2 separate regions of the Capsicum annuum genome follow, and region 1 is linked to region 2. Evidence: chromatin contacts called from public Hi-C data. All regions are on one chromosome and are shown on one strand. The core of a region is the stretch at or near the end of the contact, and the rest is flanking DNA. Distances in the headings are between cores, read along the strand shown. Region 1 overlaps LOC107843764 (exosome complex component RRP43-like). Region 2 holds the start of LOC107843763 (tubulin beta-5 chain).

Region 1 (3,747 bases), core at 974-3,473, 53 kb before region 2:
ATTGAAAATGGACCGCATGTTAAGATAAAGTATCGCAAATAAGGTTTTCGATACAATGGTGAACAAGGGTATGAGTTCTCTTTATGATGGTAGAAAGTATCTTATATTATCAACAGATAACGGAAAATACAAGCTTCGCCAACAAGTAATAAGATGAAATGTAAGAGGGCCAGCTGTCCCTGCAAGTTCCTCGGGCTATTAGCTACCATGTTAAAGGAGCAATGATGTCCAATCTCTGCAACAATCTGGCCGGCATATGTCATGTAATAAACCTTAAATGAAGGCCAGTCATGAAGACAATAGAAAGAAAGAGAGGAAGAGTGCACATGTTAGGTGCAGTCATGTGATTTTATTTTAATATTATTGAGGTCGCAACCTTCCCAGGAGGTCAATTGCTCCTTTTTTGGGATGAGGGGACGGTGCTTTTCCTCTTAAATGTTCAATATTGTCTGCACTGAGTTATGTATTGCTATACATGATTAATTTGGAAAACTTGATTCTTAAGTGTTCATGTAATTTTACAAATAAACTGGATTTCTTGCAGTGAACATTCCAGTAGTGTCTTTGAATGATGATGGGCAAATAGTTCTCGTTTCTGAGGACACTGTCCAATTGAAATTGGAGAAGGAGCCTGTGAATAAAGAGAAAAGAAAACTCAAATTGAACTCTCCACCATTCTCCTTAACATGCATACTTGACAAGAACTACATCCTCGCAGATCCTACAGCGGAGGAAGAATCTATAATGGAAACAGTTGTAACTGTGGTATTGGATTTGTCTTACCAGCTTGTTTCACTTTATAAACCAGGTGGACCAGTTCTTGGCCATACATCTGGTATCCAGGTTAGTTTGCATCATAATATTAATGCTTACCTAAATGAGCAGCAAGGTTTCTTCTTCTTTTCTTTTCTTTATAAGGCACATTTGAGACAAACATTGAGATAATTTTTTGTTCAGCTTTGTATTAAAATTGCAGAAATAATGCTGTTTTCCTATGTTGTGTGATAGTTTCAAGAAAACGCTATGGATTGTTACTTTGATATGTCACTCATTATGAATACAGTAGGACAGATCTATGCTGTCACTCGTTAAGATTGCAAAAATGGCATAGGGTGCGTGTCGGATCCTTCAGAAGTATTGCAATTTTGGAGGATCCAACAGGGGTGCGGCAACATTTTTGGAGAGTCCGAGAAACTTAGGGATAGATAAGGGAGGATTTATTCCTTTTTCTTTGTCTCCCAACACCCCTCCTCCATAGTTTTCTTTCGTAAACTTTTGGAGTTGTGGTTTCGGATGGGGGAATCACGGAGTGGATGGGTAAAGTATCCAAATTCATGTCCTTTGTCCTCTATCTCCTAGCTTCTCTCTGTATACCGGACGAATAGTAAGTTTGTCCGCTTTGACTGATAGTTGATAGATAAAAAGGGATTTTGCCCATTTTAGGTGCTTTTGTCATGAGTAGTCAGTCACCAATAATAGATTGTAATGGAATGGGAGTTTGGTTTCACATATTGTTTTGCATCTGAATTACACCGTAGAAGTTAACTGAATAATGGATTTGGAAGTTCTTTGATAAAATAATTTTCTCCATAACCATGGGCCTGAAATGGTTTTCTGGCAACGTGCTTCAAAAGGTGATCAAACCCACTAACGCGACATCATTAGGAGGTAGAGTTTCAGTTTGTTTCACAAGTGAAAGTATAAACGAAAGAAACATAGTAAACATTACCATAGGAGGTAGGACTTGAGGCAAAGAAAAGATACTCACACCTCCACCTCCAGTTGCGTGGTTGGTAATACAAGTTACCAAGAGCGCAAAGTGGGGAGGTTGCATGTTAACAAACTTGCATAGCGTTACATATGTAACTGATCTGCATGAAGTTAGCAATTGATCTGAGAGACGCTTTAACTAGGCCTTTTGCTCTTCTAATGTAAAAGGTAGCCGGCCATTCGTCAAGGCCCAGGAATCCGCTGGACATCTCATTGGATACCCGCATCCGATAGTTATACATCTTGAAAGATTACATACGTAACTGATCTGCATGAAGTTAGCAAATGATATTGGAGACACATTTTTCCATAGTTCCTTATTGATCGTGCAGTATCTACAGCGCTTCCCCAAAATATTCCAGTAACTATTAGTTCAAAAGATCATATCTTGACCGCTTTTTTACAAGAAATGTTTGTTCTATTTTCAGGATTGCGTCGCGCTAAAGAGCTTCAGAATGTCTTGAATGAAGCAATTTCTGATATGGAGATAGACTAAAGGAGATTTTCCTTCCACCATAGCATTCAACAGCATGTTCTGGCTTATTTAAATTTGGGACATGGCCATTATAAAATATTCATTCCTAGAAAATAAAAAGTTTTTTCTATTAAATTATCTTTAATAAAATAATCACTTCAAAAAGAGAATTATCTGATAAAGATTTAATAGTAGCTATTTAGTACAGTAAAAATTCTTCATTTTTTTAATAAAAGATTTATTTGAAAAAGAGAATATAATTGATATCTTTTTGAATTGTCTGAAATACAGTATCATTTATTTAAAAACAAAATAAAAAGGTTAGATAAATATCTTTCCCAAGTGACATTGCTTAATTTTCTTTCTCTATCTTTCCCTTTCTTGCTTTCTTTCTTTCTTTCTTTCTTTTTTTGGTAGACGGTTAAAGGTTTCTTTCATCTACTACTATCTTGCTTTGTTTTTGTTTTTTTTTTCTAAAGAAAATAATTAGTATGATTATTTTATAAGACAAAAAGAAAAATATTTAGGTTAAATTGTTAAGAAAAAAATATTTAGCCCACGTATCAATTTAAGTGCCTTATTATTTCTCTTATAAATAACCATAATCTATTATAAAAGTAAATTGGAAACAACTTCACAATCTCTAATTTTTTTTAATTATTTTTGTTCCATTTTGATTTTCCTCTTAAACTGATAAATTTGTCCTTGGGTTTTAGTGACTTACATTTTCACAATGTTTATTTTTCTTTTATCCAAAAATAAAACAAAAGCCATCAAAGTCTCAAAATTCTTTCCTTTCCTAGTTATCTTTTTTTATATAAAAAAAAACTTTTCTGTGAGGTTGAAAGAGATACACTTTTTTTTCTTTTGTGCCAAATAGAGATAGGGAGATAATAGATGTAAAAGTTTGGTGCTAAATACATGCAGACAACTGATGTAAAAGTGCTTTTTGTTTTGAGTTTTTGCATAGGCTAACGACCGGTTGCATTTTTTATCTACTCCGTATTAAATTACTTACTCCTTAAATACATCACATGCTCATTAATTCTTCAAATTCTTAATCCACCAACATAAACCTTATTATTCCTTTGTGCTACAATCCCTATACATCAATTAGTTTAATTAATGAATTTATTTAAAAGTTAAATTTATATATTAGTGGTTACCCTATATACTTGAATACATTGGTTCATACGAAAATTATTGTCCAACTTATACTTGGGATTTCAACTATCAATATTTCATAAAGTAGTTAAAATGGCATGAACATTGCAGAATGCACATAAACTGTCACATTTTTTTTTTTTACAGCTTCCTCTTGTCTCTTTTTTTCCTTTTCTTTTCTACTACTGCACCAGTTGTTCTTCTTTACACTTGTGGAAAATAGAACTCACTTGTTCCACATATTTAAGTTTTTTTCTAGAGTAAAATTAGATGGATATCCACGTCAAAAAACAAAAAGCATAACCCAACAGTAGTATGTTTTTGGATTATTTCTTTTT
Region 2 (3,979 bases), core at 1,343-3,842:
ACAACAACAACAACAACAAACCCAATGTATTCCCACATAGTGGGGTCTGGGGAAGGTAAGATGTACGCAGTCCATACCACTACCTCCGGAGAAGTAGAAAGGCTGTTCACTTTATAACCAGATATTATTTTTGAAGGCTGCATTATCACAAGTTTAAAAAGGATAAAAACGAAGGTTCAATCTATACACTGATAGTCATAGCACATAGACAAAAAAGTAGATTGCATCAATTTGGATAACATATACTCACAGCTGGGTGTGGTAAGCTTGAGAGTCCTGAAACAGATGTCATACAGAGCTTCATTGTCAAGCACCATACACTCATCAGCATTTTCAACAAGCTGATGCACCGAAAGGGTAGCATTATATGGCTCAACCACTGTATCTGAAACCTTTGGTGATGGGAACACAGAGAATGTGAGCATCATGCGGTCAGGGTATTCCTCCCTGATTTTGGAGATAAGCAAAGTTCCCATTCCGGAACCTGTTCCTCCACCAAGTGAATGGCACACTTGAAAACCTGGAAAGAGTAGAACAATGTATCAATAATGGCCCAAATTAAGCACGGTGATGATGCTGTCGACTAAGAAACACTACTCAAATCCATAAGTTTACCTTGAAGACAGTCACAATTCTCGGCCTCCTTTCTGACGACATCAAGAACAGAGTCAATAAGCTCTGCACCCTCAGTGTAATGACCCTTAGCCCAATTGTTTCCAGCACCTGACTGACCGAAAACAAAGTTATCAGGCCTAAATATCTGACCATAAGGGCCAGTTCTCACACTGTCCATTGTGCCAGGCTCGAGATCCATAAGCACTGCACGGGGAACAAACCTCCCACACGAGGCTTCATTGTAATACACGTTGACACGTTCCAATTGAAGATCTGAGGTTCCAACATAGCGTCCGGTAGGATCAATTCCATGCTCATCACATACAACTTCCCAGAACTTTGATCCGATCTGGTTTCCACATTGTCCACCTTGGATGTGAAGGATTTCTCTCATCTTTCCTGAAATTATCAAGATGTTCCAAGTTATTCTTCTCTTATATTAAAAACCACTACATAAATTATAAAATTCATGATTCACAATCAAATATATCTGATTTTCACAAAATTAAATAGATCGCTATGACATTCACCAATTGAATTATAAACTTCCCTATATAACTATTCCAGCTTGAGGCAATATGTGTGTTTAAATAGCATCAATATTGCTACGAAATGTTGATCCAAACCAACATTCAATAAAATCAAGTACGTTATTCACACAAATATCTATACAACGCACACTTTACACAGATCTCCATAAATCAACTAACTACGGTATATCCTAAGCAAAAATACAACAAATCTACGAAATTTGATCTAACAAACAGTGAACTCTCACAATAAAAATCATCAGAATAACAAATGCAATTCAATCAATCAGAATAAGAAATTATAGATCTAATTATTATTGTACACGGAGTATTTTTTGAATTACACATGCAAGTCAATAAATCACAATAAGACATTAGAGATCTAAAATTTTAATTGAATGCAGGAGATTTTTGAATTACAAATGCAATCCAAAAAATCACAATAAGATATCATAGATCTAAGAATATAATCATACGTGCAGGATTTTCACAAAGTACACAAGGAAAATGAGAAAAAAAAATCATTTTAACATAGCAAAATCATTCATTAATCACAATAAAAATCAACAAAAATCACAAATGCAATTAAAATAAATCATACATCTGCAAACAATAAACAGAAAATCATTAAATGGACATAATATACAACAGCAAATTCATTTTAAGATAGCATAAAATCATTAATCACAATAAAAATCATCAAAAACCACAAATACAATTCAAAAAATCACAATAAGACATTATAGATCTAAAAATTAGAAAAATAAAATAAAACATTTTAAGATAGCAAAAAATCATTAATCACAATGAAAATGATCAAAAACTACAATTGCATTTCAAAATATCATAGATCAGCAAACAATAAACATAAAATCATTAAATAGTCAAGGAAAATGACCAAAAAATCATTTTAAAATGGCAAAAAAGCACTAATCACAATATAAATCATTAAAAAAAATTCACAAAAATCATTAAAAATTCAAAAAGTATCAAAAATTACAAATGCAATTCAAAATATCACAGATCAGCAAACAATAAACATAAAATCATCAGATAGACATGGAAATGACAAAAAAATCACTAATCACAATATAAATCATTAAAATAATCAAAAATTTCAAATGCAATTCAAAATTCATAGATCTGCAAACAATAAACAGAAAATATACCTTAAAAAATCAGGAAGAAAACGGAAGTGTGAAGTGGAACTACTCACTCGATCGAGAGAGTAGTAGTATGGAGAGTGTGGGGGGTGAGGGAAGGGAATGCTAAAGAGAGAATTTTATATGAGTAACAGGGAAAGATCAAGGGCTGTAATTTGTAATGTGGACCCCATTGATGGAGAAATCGACGGTTATGATGAGATCTAATATGGTGAGATTTGAATTATAGGTAACATATAATTGTTGGGAGATATTTTAGTGACGATTATGTCCTTTGTTATGTGATATTATTTGGATGTCCTCCTAGATTACCTATTTTACTTACCATGTGCCTCTCTCTATACTCCATTTTCTATGAGAATACAACAAATATATTAATAAAAAGATATCATTAAAATTTAAAATTAAGTTTTATAGAGTGGTGATTCGACGAATATTAATGTATAGGGTGAAGTGTTGGCCAATTAAAAATTTTCATGTATCAAAGATACATATGGCAGAAATGAAAATGTTGAGATGGATATGTGCGTATATTAAAAATATGATTGAATCAGAAATAAGGTCATTCGAGACAAAGTGAGAGTGACCTCTGTAATGGATAAGATAAGGAAAGTGAGACTGAGATTATTTAGACATGTAATGAGGCGAGGGTCAGACACCCGGTGAGGAGGTGCAAAGGTTGGATATAGAGGGTACGAAGAAGGGTAGAGATAGACCAAAGAAGCATTAAAGATAGGTGATTAAACAGGGTATGACGTATGTGGAGGATGTGCATTAAAGTAGAAGGTTAGTTGGGTAAGAATGTTGTCGTGCACTAATCGTAGTATGATAGTGTAAGGTTTAGCCATAGATATTTGTCTTTGTTGTCGTTTATTGTGTTTTCATTGCATAAATTTGCTGCGGATTACTGTTTGTATAGTAAATTCCGCACAGTTTCGTGTGATCATATTTATCTTCATTGTGTTCCTCTTTTTTGTATCTGAATTTGCTACACTTGAACCGAAAGTTTTTGAAAAACAGACTTTCTACCTTCTTGAGATAATGATAAGACATGCATACACTTTATCTTCTTCAAGACTCACTGTTAAAATTTTACTGGATATATTATTATTATCGTTGATCATATGATGATATTTATTTTTGTTAGGTACTTTGTTTCGAAATAACAATACATTTTTACTTGAAATAATTTTGTTTAACTCTCAATACTTTACCTTTACAATAACAATATGCTTAATTTAATCTTATAAAGTGGAGTCTATGAAAGCTAATTCCTTGATCAAGAGAGTAGAAGTATAGCGGGGGAGGGGGGAGGGGGAGAGAAGTGAAGGCTAAGAAGAGAATTTCATAAAGTATTAAAAACATACCTAATCGTCCTCTTTTGAGTTTCCCACCAAAACTAATGAAAAGTGTGAAAAATATACCTAAATTATCACTTTTACTTTAAAAAATATATTTAAATTATTAGCACTTATTAATTTGATAAACACACCTAAAAGCCGATAAAATAGAATATTTGCTTACAAACTCTTTAAGTGTGTCTAGCATTAAAAATTAATTCACGTGATATATTTTTATTTTTTTTGTTAATACATTATTTTTTTCATTTTTTAAATATTTTTAATTGATTTTTATTTATTGTAGGATGTGTTTTTCAAACTAATGAGTAAT

The links. A called contact is a pair of places that touch in the nucleus more often than the background predicts.
Region 1: a Hi-C map of leaf shows a contact between it and region 2, with 2.0 times the contacts expected there. The contact joins the enhancer-like site here to the promoter of LOC107843763 in region 2. A contact is called at or near these places in 2 of 5 Hi-C or Micro-C datasets (leaf and placenta).

What each region holds. Positions count from the first base shown.
Region 1 is chr10:216,306,832-216,310,578 of UCD10Xv1.1, reverse strand. It overlaps LOC107843764 (exosome complex component RRP43-like), which reads left to right. Exons shown (of 7, transcript XM_047397385.1): 7 at 545-1,546. The coding sequence ends at 945. Among protein-coding and RNA genes, the nearest start is that of LOC107843764, 5.0 kb to the left of the region's middle. Within about 2 kb of position 2,223, at least 1 of the 5 cell types and tissues checked has an H3K27ac peak or open chromatin away from gene starts, as enhancers often do. A contact at or near this core is called in leaf, where this site is marked.
Region 2 is chr10:216,253,664-216,257,642 of UCD10Xv1.1, reverse strand. It overlaps LOC107843763 (tubulin beta-5 chain), which reads right to left and starts at 2,592. Exons shown (of 4, transcript XM_016688154.2): 1 at 2,315-2,592; 2 at 616-1,014; 3 at 251-520. The coding sequence starts at 1,009.